Linked DNA regions of Gossypium hirsutum: region 2 is linked to region 1. The links are chromatin contacts, called in public Hi-C maps. All regions are on one chromosome and are shown on one strand. Each heading gives the region's core, a stretch centred on a gene start, on an enhancer-like site or on the middle of the called end of the contact. The rest is flanking DNA. Distances are from core to core; before and after follow the strand shown.

Region 1 (6,266 bases), core at 1,895-4,394:
AATCATATATATATATATATGAATGAACATGACTCCTTCAGCTGTAAGTTAAAACGAGAGGTGATGATATATATCGGCTAAAATATGGTGAATTTTTTTTTTATGATTTTTGCCTTTTATCCTTTTGCATTTACCCTAATTTTTAATAATTTCTAATATATATTTTTATAATTTTTATAACCTTTTACAACTTTATACTTATTTAGAATGAATTTAGATAAATGGATATCCACATTTAGATAATTTTGAACATTTATTTGTTTAGATTCTTTATGAATGTATATTTTTATTAATTTTCGTTAATGATCAAATCGGTTAAAAATGAATGGATCAATTAATTTTGTTTAGATAATTGAGAGCTTAATTGAATATATTTTTTTGTAAGGGTTTAATTATTTTTCTAATATTTTTACTAAGGATATATACTTTAATCAAAAAAATATAGTCTAACTATATTTTAAAATAACTACATCTTTGTTTAACGAAAAAATCCAAATTATTTATATAATAATCACATATTTTAAATATATTTTGTGTGAAATCTAAGTTAGTATTTCAACATCCATTAATAATTAAGTTGAGAATAATACTTTAAAAGTTGAATTAAAATAAGTATGAAATTCAGTCATCCATCTTGGTTGGAATAATAAAAGTTTAAAATATGAACATCAAGGACCGAGTTATTTGTGGGAAATATAAGAATTTGGACAAATAAATAAAAATGAAAAATGAGTTTGAACAAAAATCTAAATATCTAAATATTTGTAAAAACATATTTGTAGTTACAAAATTTTAAGGGTTGGTATTTTGTACATTTATTGCACAAGCAATTTTAAAAAATTGGCCACATGTCTTTTAAAAAAATATATATTTTTCTATACCTCTATTAGACACTTATTAACTCTTTAACCTTATTTGTGAAGTCTAGAAATTCCATTAACAATATATCAAATATTATCTCAAATTTTAATAATAAAACCAACCCAAATCTAAGAATTATTTAATTCAAATTCAAAACCTATAAAAATAAAATAGAAGAATGAATCCTTATTATTATTTTTTGGATAATATATAAACTTGATATTTTATGTTATGTTGTAGTAATATTGGATATAATCATTTAATAATATAGAATCCAAAAGGATGCATATTAATTCAAAAGAAAATATAATTTAGGCAATATATCAACTGTGATGTGAGTAAGATAAATTACCTTAACATGTAATAATGTTTTACTAAGAAGAAAAGCATTGACTGAACTTACTCTAACACTAGTTCCAATGACAACAATAGAAAGAGCTTCAAATTGGATCCAGCTCTTTACTGCAGTTCATCTCATTGCATCTTTATTTCTAATCAAATTTTATGCATCGCTTTTCTAATTTGTAATGCCAATTTTTAGTTAAACCCAACCTATGTGATCCATCTACACCTCTAAGCATCGCATGAAACTTGAAAAACAGGAGAGCCGAACCCCTCAAGTTTAAAACAGTGTGTAATGACCAAAAGAAGAGAAGAAAGTAGTCATGCAAAAAGCACATCCTTTCATTTCACGAAAGCAAACCAAGCTGAATTTCTACACCTGGACACCTGTCACACGTGAGGTACCTGTTAACCATGTTTGACTTTGACCCACCCCTTGTAGAAAAACTGAAATAAATGGCCCCGTAAAAGGCCGACACAAGGCACATGATATGTCGGATTTATTATGAGAAATGGCTTGAGTGATTAAGGTTTTTCATTTTTGCTTTGGCAAAATTTATCCTTCATTGCTACCCTTTTCCGAGTAGGATTTTCTAAATTATTGTTTTAGGTACCGACTATATTTTTACCACGTGGCATTTGGTACTGAATGTGATAATTTGGCTTAGTCATGTGCTACTAAGTAGGTAGTTTTAGTTGATATTCTTATCTTTTATAAAATTTGTAACTCGTATCTATATTAATTAAAATATTATTTAAAAGAAATAAAACCCCTCAAGTGGGATAATATTTTTTGTTGAGGGTCGGAGACTAATCTTCTCTCAACAATAATATTTTTTTTTAAAACTTGAGTAAAATCTTTTACAAGTATTAGTGTAATGATAAATCATATTGTACACTTGAATAGAAAATATCAATTTACTTGAAAGTAATATTATTAAGAATGGTAGTCATAATCTTTAAATATAAACACTATAACGAATAAAAAAACCAAAAAAATTTTGAGTGGATAAAAAAAATGAATGTTTTAATATCTTGTTTTAGAGAAAAAAAAACCATTTTTTATATTATTACTTCCTTTTGATGAAATGCATCACATATAGGTCATTTATGCTTTGCAAATATTCTCATGACCCACTACTAGGCAAGTTATCTCCTACATGGACACTCTCACGAGGGAGAATAATAGCTTTTACGGATAAGTCTTTGAAGACTCGGAAGAAGGGGACACAAATATGGCTTCAGAGTATGAAAATGAAAACCATGAACACCACCATGAATACAGCTCGACAATAGCCGTTAGTCTAACAAAGGAAAAGATAGCAAACATTAGGAAGAAATGGTCCAAAACTCTCATTATTAGTTTTTGGAAAAAGCATAGGTTTTGAGGATTTGAGCCTCAAGATAAATCAACTATGGAAACCCTTGGGTATGATGGAACTCATAGACTTGGGGTATGGTTTCTACTTCGTCAAGTTTATGTGCGGCCAAGATTATGATAATGTAATAAAAAAAATGGCCTTGGTTCATAAACAGAAAGTTTTTGACAATCAAACTTCCCTGGGAAAGACTTCCAGAACTTACCATTGAATATTACGACCCAACAATCCTCACTAGAAGATTGGTAGACTTCTCAAGATTGATAATGCCGCTAGCTTGGAGAAAAGAAGTCGTTTTGCTAAGGTTTGTGTGCAAATGAACCTTGATGACCCTCTGGTTAGATTTGTTAATGTGGAGGGTCAGAAATAATGTGTGGTATATAAAGGAATCCAAAGCTTGTGCTTCAGCTATGGCAAAATGGGGCATAGGAAAGACTCATATCAAAAGATAAAGCTCCCAGAAGCAACTAAGGCTCAAGCCAACCAAGGTCCACGTCAATGGAAGATGGCGTTGTAGAGGGTGGAGTCATGAAACCAAACTTACCAGATCGAGCCCTAGAAGACAATAATGATTATGGGCCCTAGCTTTTAGTCCAAAAACATAAACTAAAGTCACGGGTCGTACACCAAGACCTCGTGCTTTCAAGCCCCTCCAAATTTGTCATAAAGAACATTTAAAAAAAAAATAGTAGCTCCAAATTAGCGGGATGAACTTTAGCCAACCCAAACAGAACTAGCATGACTAAGAAAGCTGTAACAGTTGTCCATGGCATAGCTTAATTGACTAGTCATTGCCATAAAAAACCTTTTCACGGTAAGAAAAGAACAAAGCTAAAGCTTACCCAAAAAAAAGTTTAACAAAATATGAACATAGCAAAAGTTTACTAAGAAAATTGAACTTTATGATATTTAAAAAGTTATAAACTTTAAATTGAATTATTACATGCGTTTTTAGCGAGGTCTTTTAAGTCGTTTACTGACTTTTTATTAAATGATTTTCTTTGCTATCCTTGAACCCTAGCTAGTTTTGAGTATGCGCTCAAACAACACGAATTGATTGCACAGAATGAAAACCTTGATTAACTTTCATAGAGGAAGTTAATTTCTCTAATAAAATTGGAAAACTCTTGAACTTAGTGAAAATAAAATTTATTATGTAAATAAATTGCCACTATTTTCTGATAAAGTAACGATGCTCAATTGATGTGTGCCCTCTCATAATTCTTATTTATAGGAAAAAAGCTACAATAGTTTTACTTAAATAATGAGTAATTAAATAATTATAATTTAATAAAAATATAATATTCGCTTATATGGAATACTAAGGGGAAGCAACACACACTAATAAGCACTAGGGTTTGTCACCCCTCTAATTTGGGATGGGCACGTTCGGCCCCTCTCATGTACTAAGTACAATTATATGTGTTATTTGGACTTTTAACCAACACATAGAATTTAACCAACTAAATAATTATTTTCCTATTTCTCAAATATTATTTATTTAATCAATTAAATAAATAAATTTATCTATTTAAATTATTTTCTTAATCCAATTCTAATTTCGTTAAAGTCATGTAACTTTAATGTATTAGAATCTATAATGAAATATATTTAATTTTTCCATTCAATAAAAGTACGATGGTGAGTTAATTCAATTCTCACTTTGAACTTCAATTATTTATTTACAATCAAACAAATAACAATTCGAAGAAATTAATTTAATTTGTAAGTCATCTTTTGTTCTTTGCGAGAAAAATATATTCACTGTAGATAGTGATGTTGGGAAAAGAATTCAACTCAAAAATGATTTTCTTGCACAACAGAAAAATAAAAATTTGACATTCTTGGCTTTCAACCGAACGACCTTCTCTATTATTCTTGTACCATTAATAGCTTCGAGTGTGGGCTCGAACAATTACGAATCAAATGCAAAATCAAAATTAATTTTCTTACTTTCAGTAGGAAAGTAAATCTCTCTCTCTCTCTCTCTCTCTCTCTTATAGAAACTACTAGAATTATTATTCCTGGAAAATAGAATTTATACTTAGAAAATAAATTCTCACTATTTTCGGGTAGAATAACAATATCTCAAAGTTGTGTATAAAACTTATGTTTTTAACCCTACTAGTGCCATCTATTTATAAGGAGAGATAGAGGAACCCTAGTTGAATTAGAAGAATACAAATAATACTTATTTAATAGAAAAATCAATCTTCTAGTTGAATTAGGAGAACACAAACAATACTTATTTAATAGAAAAATCAATCTTCTAGTTGAATTAGAAGAGAGGGACGACCACCCTAGTGTACTAGGGTTGTCGCCCCTCATACATATTATAAGGGGTTTGGGGCCTCTACTGTATCGAGTCCAATTATACGTGCTTCTTAAACTTTTAACCTAGTATTTTTTAATTTAATCCAACCCAATACATGTTTTTCCATTTCCGAAAATAAAATTATTTCTTAATTAATTTTCCAATTAAATAATTGTCTCAACCAAATTCTAGTTCCGTTAAAGTCATTGTAACTTTATCGTAAAAGATTCTATGAGAAAATACATTTAATTTTCATATTCAATGGATTCACAATTACCAATTAATTAAATTTCACTTTTGAACTTCAATTATTTACTTAAATAATAATTTAAAAAACTCAAATTAAATATTAAGTCATTTTCATTCTTAGTGAGAAAACACATTCACTTCTAAATGTAACCCATTTTTCTAATTTTATCATTTCTATCCATTTTTGTTTATTTGATTCTACATGCAATTCATTTCTAGTTTGAACGAGCTAGCGGATGGACCGATTAGACATATGTAATTAGGGTTAAAATGATTTATAATTAAGTCTCAACTTTTCGCCTATTAATTAGTAAACTCATTTAGTCACAAAGTCATTCCACTATAGTATCGTGACTGAGCTCTCCCTAATTACATACCATTACGAAAGCTACTTGATCAGTGCTAGTCTAATGACCTTGCATAAGTGAGTTAGCCTCATAAGATATCATTAATCTCTTTGGGATAAATTCGTTCTCCTATATGATCCTATTTTACCTCACGGTAATCATTACATCTTCCTTCATGGAAAGTCAATTACATCATATAATAATTAAATCATTCATCAAAAAGACAAACGACTCGTGGCCACTTTAATTTTCATCTATCATGTAATGCCAATGAGAGGATATCATTTACCCATGTCTTGGGATATGAATTCCACTATTGTGAATGATGCTACATGCTGCAAAAGTTTTATACCCAACGCACCAACTTTCTGTTCTTTATCTATTTAAACTCAAGCTTTTACTTACATCAAAGTATACAAGTCAGGCATACATAGTCCATCATCCACTCAATATTAAGGTATCTCACACTATGAACGTCACAAATGAATAAATACATAAATGTATTTAGAGCCTATTCTACTTGGTCCTATTTCATGTAATGTAACACCCCTAACCCATATACGTCACCGAAATAGGGTTACGTAGCATTACCAGATTTTATAAATCAAATATAGACAGTTCATAACATTTAACATTCATATCAGAAATCAATCATAATCAATCATATTGTCCCTTATATGAGCCTCAATGCCCAAATTACGCATTAGAAATAAGTAGGGACTAAACTGGGTGCTCAGAAATTTTTTAGAAAACATCAAAAAAAATTCAAGATGC
Region 2 (6,582 bases), core at 3,054-5,553, 96 kb before region 1:
ATTAATAAATAGCACAGTACCTTAAATTAAACTACAACAAAATAACAAAAGTTCTTTGTCTAAGATTTCTTCTTCGACTGCATCTATGAATGGTAAGGAAATATCTAACACTAAAAGAAAATAAAAGAGAAGTCTCAAAAATTGACATTGCACCTCTCAGGAAATGAGGTTAGAAAACAATCACCACATTAACTACTTTTTTTAAGTCCACTTTTATCCAACTTGGTCCTGATAAGTATTTTTTAGCCATGCTCATTCTTTCCAGCAAACAAGTCATGCCCACTGTAGGCATTCAAATTCAAAAACCATATTTAAATGTCCTTTTAAAATGAAATCTTCAACTGGAGCCATTTTCACCTTATGCAAATACCAATTCCCAACTCTGAAGTTCAAAACTTCACAGAAGCTCAACATTCACAAAGTAAATAATAAAGAAAACATATGATGTGGAACAATTCAGACCTGATGGCGTAGAAGAGGTACTGCCAAAACACCATCCGGAGGACTAGCTTCAGATTTTGGCTGAGAAAGGCCCTGTGAGGCACCAATTTTATTAATTAGGTAAACATAAAGCCATAAACATTACATATAACATTGATTCTGATCAAAGCGGCCACAAATATAGATCAGAAACAAGGCAACATCAATGCTTTACTCACACAGAAGCATTAAAGTAGCCTAAACATCTATCCTGCAAACCATTTTCATCTGGAAATCTACACTGCAAAATCCAATTTTATGCAGAGATGAATTAACCCAAGAAGTATTTTGAGATACTCTAAACTAGTTTTGTTTGTCAAATTTTTTCATTACATATTATAACAGTTTACGCAGCAGTACTTCATTCAAAAGCTCCTCAGGCCAAAGGCAAGTCCCTTTGAAATAATAGCAAGCAAAACAGTAGTGTGGCAGAAACCAAAAAGAGGAAAGTCTTAAGAATAATCTCTTTAAAACAAATCCTTCTAAAGAAAATACTTCTCTCTTGATCACACCCTCATTAAACAGGTTTGATAATGGAAAGAACCACAATCATCTTTTATCAAGCCTTTCAGTTCACTCTCTTCCAAAGCATTATTTTTCCTTTAGGCCAAAACACCAGAAAGAAGATATCAAAGAGAACATTTTGAAGTTTTGGAAGTATTTATCAAATCATGGTTCCATCAAACTGACTGGCATATCATTAAGACCCTATTATATTTAGCCACTATATAACAGATAATAATTAACATTTTTAGCAGTCAGAGACAATAAGTTCGCATGTTTAGGAAGTAGAATTCTTTCGAAGAGACCAGTAAAACATTAGGGGCACTATTTCATTCAACCACTGCCTAAAAGATGACAATTTTTCTTCAGGTAAAAGATAACACATAACTAAATAAAGATATAACACAAAATAAGCCAAGGACAGTTTCTTCTTAGCCAGTTATGCAAAGAGCACTGTAATGGTCGAAATCCCCAGAAATTTAACCAAATTCTTTTGATTCACCAATCCATAAAAGCAAGAAACAGTGCAATCTCAAACAAGTAGCACTAACCTGCAATGCAACACGAAAAATTAACTGTTCATCGTTTCCCTTGAGCCTGATACCCCCTATTCCTGGGTTATGAAGCTGAGTACTAGATGTAGTATTCGGCAAACTTGAAGTCTTCTTCACAAGCACCAGAGATTGGTTTGACCAGGCAGGTTGACTAATGTCTTCAAGAATGCATATATCAGGGTCATCATCAACATGGGATCTGCAATCTGATGAATTGCTATGAATAGATTCAGGACTGACTTTTGAAAGACCCATACTCCTTGAAGGAATAAACTTATTCTCTCTTTCATCCTGAAAACAACTTAACTGCATCTTGGTTGAACTAATTGGGTATGCACTGGAAAAATAGTTCTCTGGGGAAGTTAAATTTAAATGTCCCTCACTGAAGAAAGATTGACTACTAACATTTAGATTAATGTCATGATTGTAATAATGAGCATCCTTGCCATTAACCATAAAATCCTGATTTGATACAGAAGGATAAATATCAGATGACTGCTTTGAGGCTTCGTCAAGAGATAATGACTCAGCAACCCTGTTAGTAGACTTTCTCCAGCTAGCTTCATCTAAAGATTCAGCAGAATGGGAGAAAATATTGCCAGATGTGATCAGTTCGTTATCTTCATTCTTTCCATAAACTGCTTGTTTGTTATTTAAAATGCAAGGTTTAGAATGAGTGAATGGCTGCAGCGAACCTTTGTCATCAAAGAGTCCATCATTGGCAGTGTATGAAAATTTTCCATAGGCTGGTAAAACATGTCCATTCCCTTCACCTTCAAAATGAAGTTTCTTTACATCAGAGAAATCAATCTCACCCTGAGAATTGAATATTATCCTACTACTGGAGCATGCACTCTCAGTGGGAAATTCCACAACTTCACCCTCCTTACTTTCTTCAAACGTAAAATTTAGGGAACCAGGCGAGTGTTGCATTGAGGAATCAGCAAAATATGCATCATCTCCATTCATGTAACAACTTATAACTGAACAGGGATCATACTGATCAAATATTAAGTTTGTATTCTCATCAACAGGGCTGTGCAAAGCATCTGAATATTCAGAAAACAAGAGTCAGCATTTCCACTAAAAAACTCGGGCACAGCAATAGGAAGCAAAAATTTCAAAATGCACAACTAATGACAATGTTTAGATTGAAGTAGCAAGTGGGTAACGTACTTTTGTAGCCAAACTCCTCTTTAGTATTCATGAACAATGAACTAGTTTTATCATCCACAAGTTCAAATCTTAAATTATCTCCATGATCTAACGCATGGTTGCCATCTATCTCAGAAAAACTAGATGCTGTACTACAGCTGGGAATCTCAACTCTCTCTCTGTAGGATGTCCCTTGACAAATTGCAGACCACTCTTTAAAACTTGCAGAGGATGTTTGAACCGGTGAACAATCATGTGCAGAGAGTTCTAAATTCCCATGATAATAAAAGGAGCCACCGGTAGACCCTGCCCTAGCATCTGAATCATCGGAATTATTTCTTAAACAATCTGCAAAAGTAAACCCCGAGCAAGGAAATATCATCAAATTTTCATTATATATATAAAAAACAGAAACTTAGAAAAATGCTTGTGCAAAGAAATTTTACCACTTTGAAACTGGATGGATTCAAGATCTGAGTCCCCTTGAGACATATTTCTAAGCGATGGATCTTCTGGATTAATCTGCAATTTAACAAAGAAAGAATAACCTATCTAGGAAAAGAATAGAAAACAAGATTGAACTTCTACCGAGAAACAAGGGCTAACAAAAAGCCATGAAATATCAGTTCCACAATCTATAACCTCGAGTTTAAGAGTGAAAGTACGCAAAGTCAATTACAATTTATGAGATGAATTTGGATTCCAGATTCGCAAATTAAGCAAGGAAGTACTTGAGTTAAATAAATTCCAAAATAATCATAGTAGAATGCGATAGTTCCAAATAAAGTAAGTTCAATTTCATTCAATTTCAAACAAGCTATGAACTATGTTCTCATAAAATCAGCTAAAATAAGCAACCATTGACTCATTTCCTAGGCTTTCCAATGGAGAGTACGTGATCTATACAACAAATTCCCTTTCAAAATTTCACAATTAAAGAGTAGGATTCCAGTAAAATCTTCACACTCCACACCCTAAAAGTGGCGCCAAATTAAACCGCAAAAGAAAGTAACTACCTGCGGAGGATCAGAGTTCTCCTCAAGAATACGATTGATGCTGTCGAGATCGATGCACATACCATCCCCAACGAAATCATCGAACTTATAATCAGCCGAGAGATCGCCACTTGACAAGATACCGAAGCTATCATTGCGGTTATCTTCCCCCATCATCAACATCAAACAAGAAGAAAGAAACCGAGAACCCTCACTTGCTTTTGGAAACCCTAAAAAAAAAGCTCTTGTGAAACCTAGCCGATTTACCGGACATAAAGAAACAAAGTATTGGATCCAATCAATACGAATCGCATCACTTCAACGAAGAAATTAGAGAGAAGTTTCCTCGACAGTTGGCGTTGGCGGTCTCAAACTTAGATGCGACTTTTTGTAAAGAAAAAACAAATGTAAGAGAATCGTGAAAGAATGCGGTGGCTCCTTTTTGGTATTAAATAAGGATTGGTTATTGTAGAAAGACTTTTGCGCAGACGAATTTTAGAATTTCCCATTTATATAAAAATATTATATATTATCTTAAATAAATAATTTGTCTCAATTTCTTCGGTAGGGCGGAGGACGGCGGCGGAGAAGACAATAAGAGGGGTGTCAGTCACGGACCCGACGTCGTATTGTACACACCTTTTACTTTTTTATTTAGGATGATTTTAGAGCGAAGTTGCGGAAGTCGGTGGAAGAGACACGCGAGTAAAACGCGCATGGTTTGATTTTTGGCGCGTGATTTGTACAAGGCTGACAATGGATGCCCAAAAAAAAAAACACCGTCAATGAGCAATTAGATTTGATTTTGGTTAGACTTATCTGATTACAAAAATAGATATAAATCGTCTCAACAAACCATTTCATTTGATTTTCTCAGTCTTATAATTTAGTTTTGATTCAAGCATTGTAAAAAGAGCTTCTTCAATTATTACAATTATAAATAAATAAATATATTTTTTTATTAGAAAGTAGAATATAAAAAGAAGATAAAATTATTTCCAATTAAATTTACCTAGGCAGAACCGGGGAGATTTCGAGGGTGGATGTCGGGGAATTTACGTCGCTTGGGATCGCGCTCTTTCTCTTACTTTTCATCAATTTCAGATTTACATAACAACGGGATTGTCCTCTACGTGAAAAACATGATGTGCTACATTAAAAACAATAACATTATGTTAAACGCATCATTAGGTATCATATCTTAAAATATCAATAATCATTGTTTCTTTTAATGCAAGTCAAATAAATGATAAAGCTATGGAAACATAAGCTTTTTTCTTTCCTCGATATTCTTAGTAACTTGCTTCCTATTATTCTTTGTTTTTATGCTGGTCTTTTGTGGTGAAAACAGAACAGTAAGCCATTGTTGACTTCTTCCATTTTTTTTTTTGAAGACAAGACAAAATAAAGTTGGAGCAACTTGTCTTTTTTAATAATAATTAATATTAAATAATTACCTTTTTATAAAAACAAAAAACATGGTTGGTAAGAGAGTTAGAGGAGTTCTAAATGTGTGTTAACATATAATCATTAAACCAATATAATATCATTCGGGTTCTTTTTTTTTTCAATTTTTTCTTAAAATAGGATGTTTCACAATTATTATTTTTAAATGTGTTTTTTTAATATTAATATTTGATACATGAATAATATATACATCACAATTGAATAAAGAGGTGATACATCGTTAAAAATGAAGTTAAATTAATTTAGCTTTAAAATTTTATGATGATGTGTCATCATTTTAGTAACCGGTGATGCACAGAATTATACATTATCAGTGTATTAAATATTAACTATTATTCAAGATCAAGCAACCTTAACATTAATGGGTTTGAAGGTCCATGCAGATAATCTTTGAAGAAAACTCAACATCTAAAAGTGCCAAGGTCCTACTTTTATACTAGAGATTCATCATGCAATATGATTCCCACCATTTAGGGTATGATAAAATAACCATACATTAACCTCGACACTTATGGATATATCATGGGTATTTTCAAAGGTTTCATCAATAATTTTGTACTTCAACTAATATGAACTTGACCTTAACTAGTTAGTTTAACCTCGATACATATCGATGTATCGTGTAAGTGTTTTTTTCTTTGTTTTAATGTTATTTGTGTTATTATTATTTTTTGAATATGTTATATACTATATTATTTTTATTTTTATGGTAGTTAATTAGTTCTTTATTGGATGATATTAAAAATTATTGAAATTGCTAGTATTGTTCCTAATATTAGTAATTTAATATTTTAAAGGCTCAAGTGGCAAAACGAGAAACCGATTTATCAACCTAGTCCATTATAATGGATTGGTTGTGATGGTTGATATAGACGTCCTATTCCAATTGGCTCATCCTATTAACATGACATTTAAGGATAATGTAGCATTAGAGAAAATGAAAAGGAGGATTCAAAGGAAAACTTGAGCTAGAAATATAAAGAGAATATCTAGTTGAAGTATAGATTTCTAGGGTCCACCAAAGGAGAAGTTTAGTATGTTGTAGTGACTTTTAATGATGATGTTAAGATAATTTTATTTGAAACTAACAACATGGTAATATTGTAGTCCAATTATATGTGGAGCTCAAAGCTGTTCACCATGGATACAAAGTTTTCAATTATCCTAGCACATTGACAGTCTTGATCCTTTAATATTAGTCGAAGATTCCCTTAACATTTCCCATTGTTAACATTTTGGAGTCAAAGATACCTTAGTTGCATCAAATGTTGGTAAATTTATCACTGTTGACTTTAATTGAATCAATCGCACAATATCAATTAGAGATGCCTTCAACCTCTGGTACGAGATGTTCTTTAATAACTTCAATGAAGCCAAGTTATCAACCTTTGGTAAGATTTAGTCTTCAATTGACACTTTTTTGAATC

What was found. A called contact is a pair of places that touch in the nucleus more often than the background predicts.
Region 2: a Hi-C map of leaf shows a contact between it and region 1, with 2.6 times the contacts expected there. The contact joins the promoter of LOC107900630 here to the enhancer-like site in region 1. A contact is called at or near these places in 9 of 34 Hi-C or Micro-C datasets (callus, leaf, petal and 1 more).

What each region holds. Positions count from the first base shown.
Region 1 is chrD06:43,584,274-43,590,539 of Gossypium_hirsutum_v2.1, reverse strand. No RefSeq gene overlaps it. Among protein-coding and RNA genes, the nearest start is that of LOC107900629, 53 kb to the right of the region's middle. Within about 2 kb of position 3,144, at least 6 of the 9 cell types and tissues checked have an H3K27ac peak or open chromatin away from gene starts, as enhancers often do. A contact at or near this core is called in leaf, where this site is marked.
Region 2 is chrD06:43,681,219-43,687,800 of Gossypium_hirsutum_v2.1, reverse strand. LOC107900630 (helicase-like transcription factor CHR28) reads right to left here and starts at 4,303. Exons shown (of 13, transcript XM_041095854.1): 1 at 3,710-4,303; 2 at 3,140-3,215; 3 at 2,715-3,041; 4 at 2,234-2,587; 5 at 1,536-2,104; 6 at 463-534. The coding sequence starts at 3,871.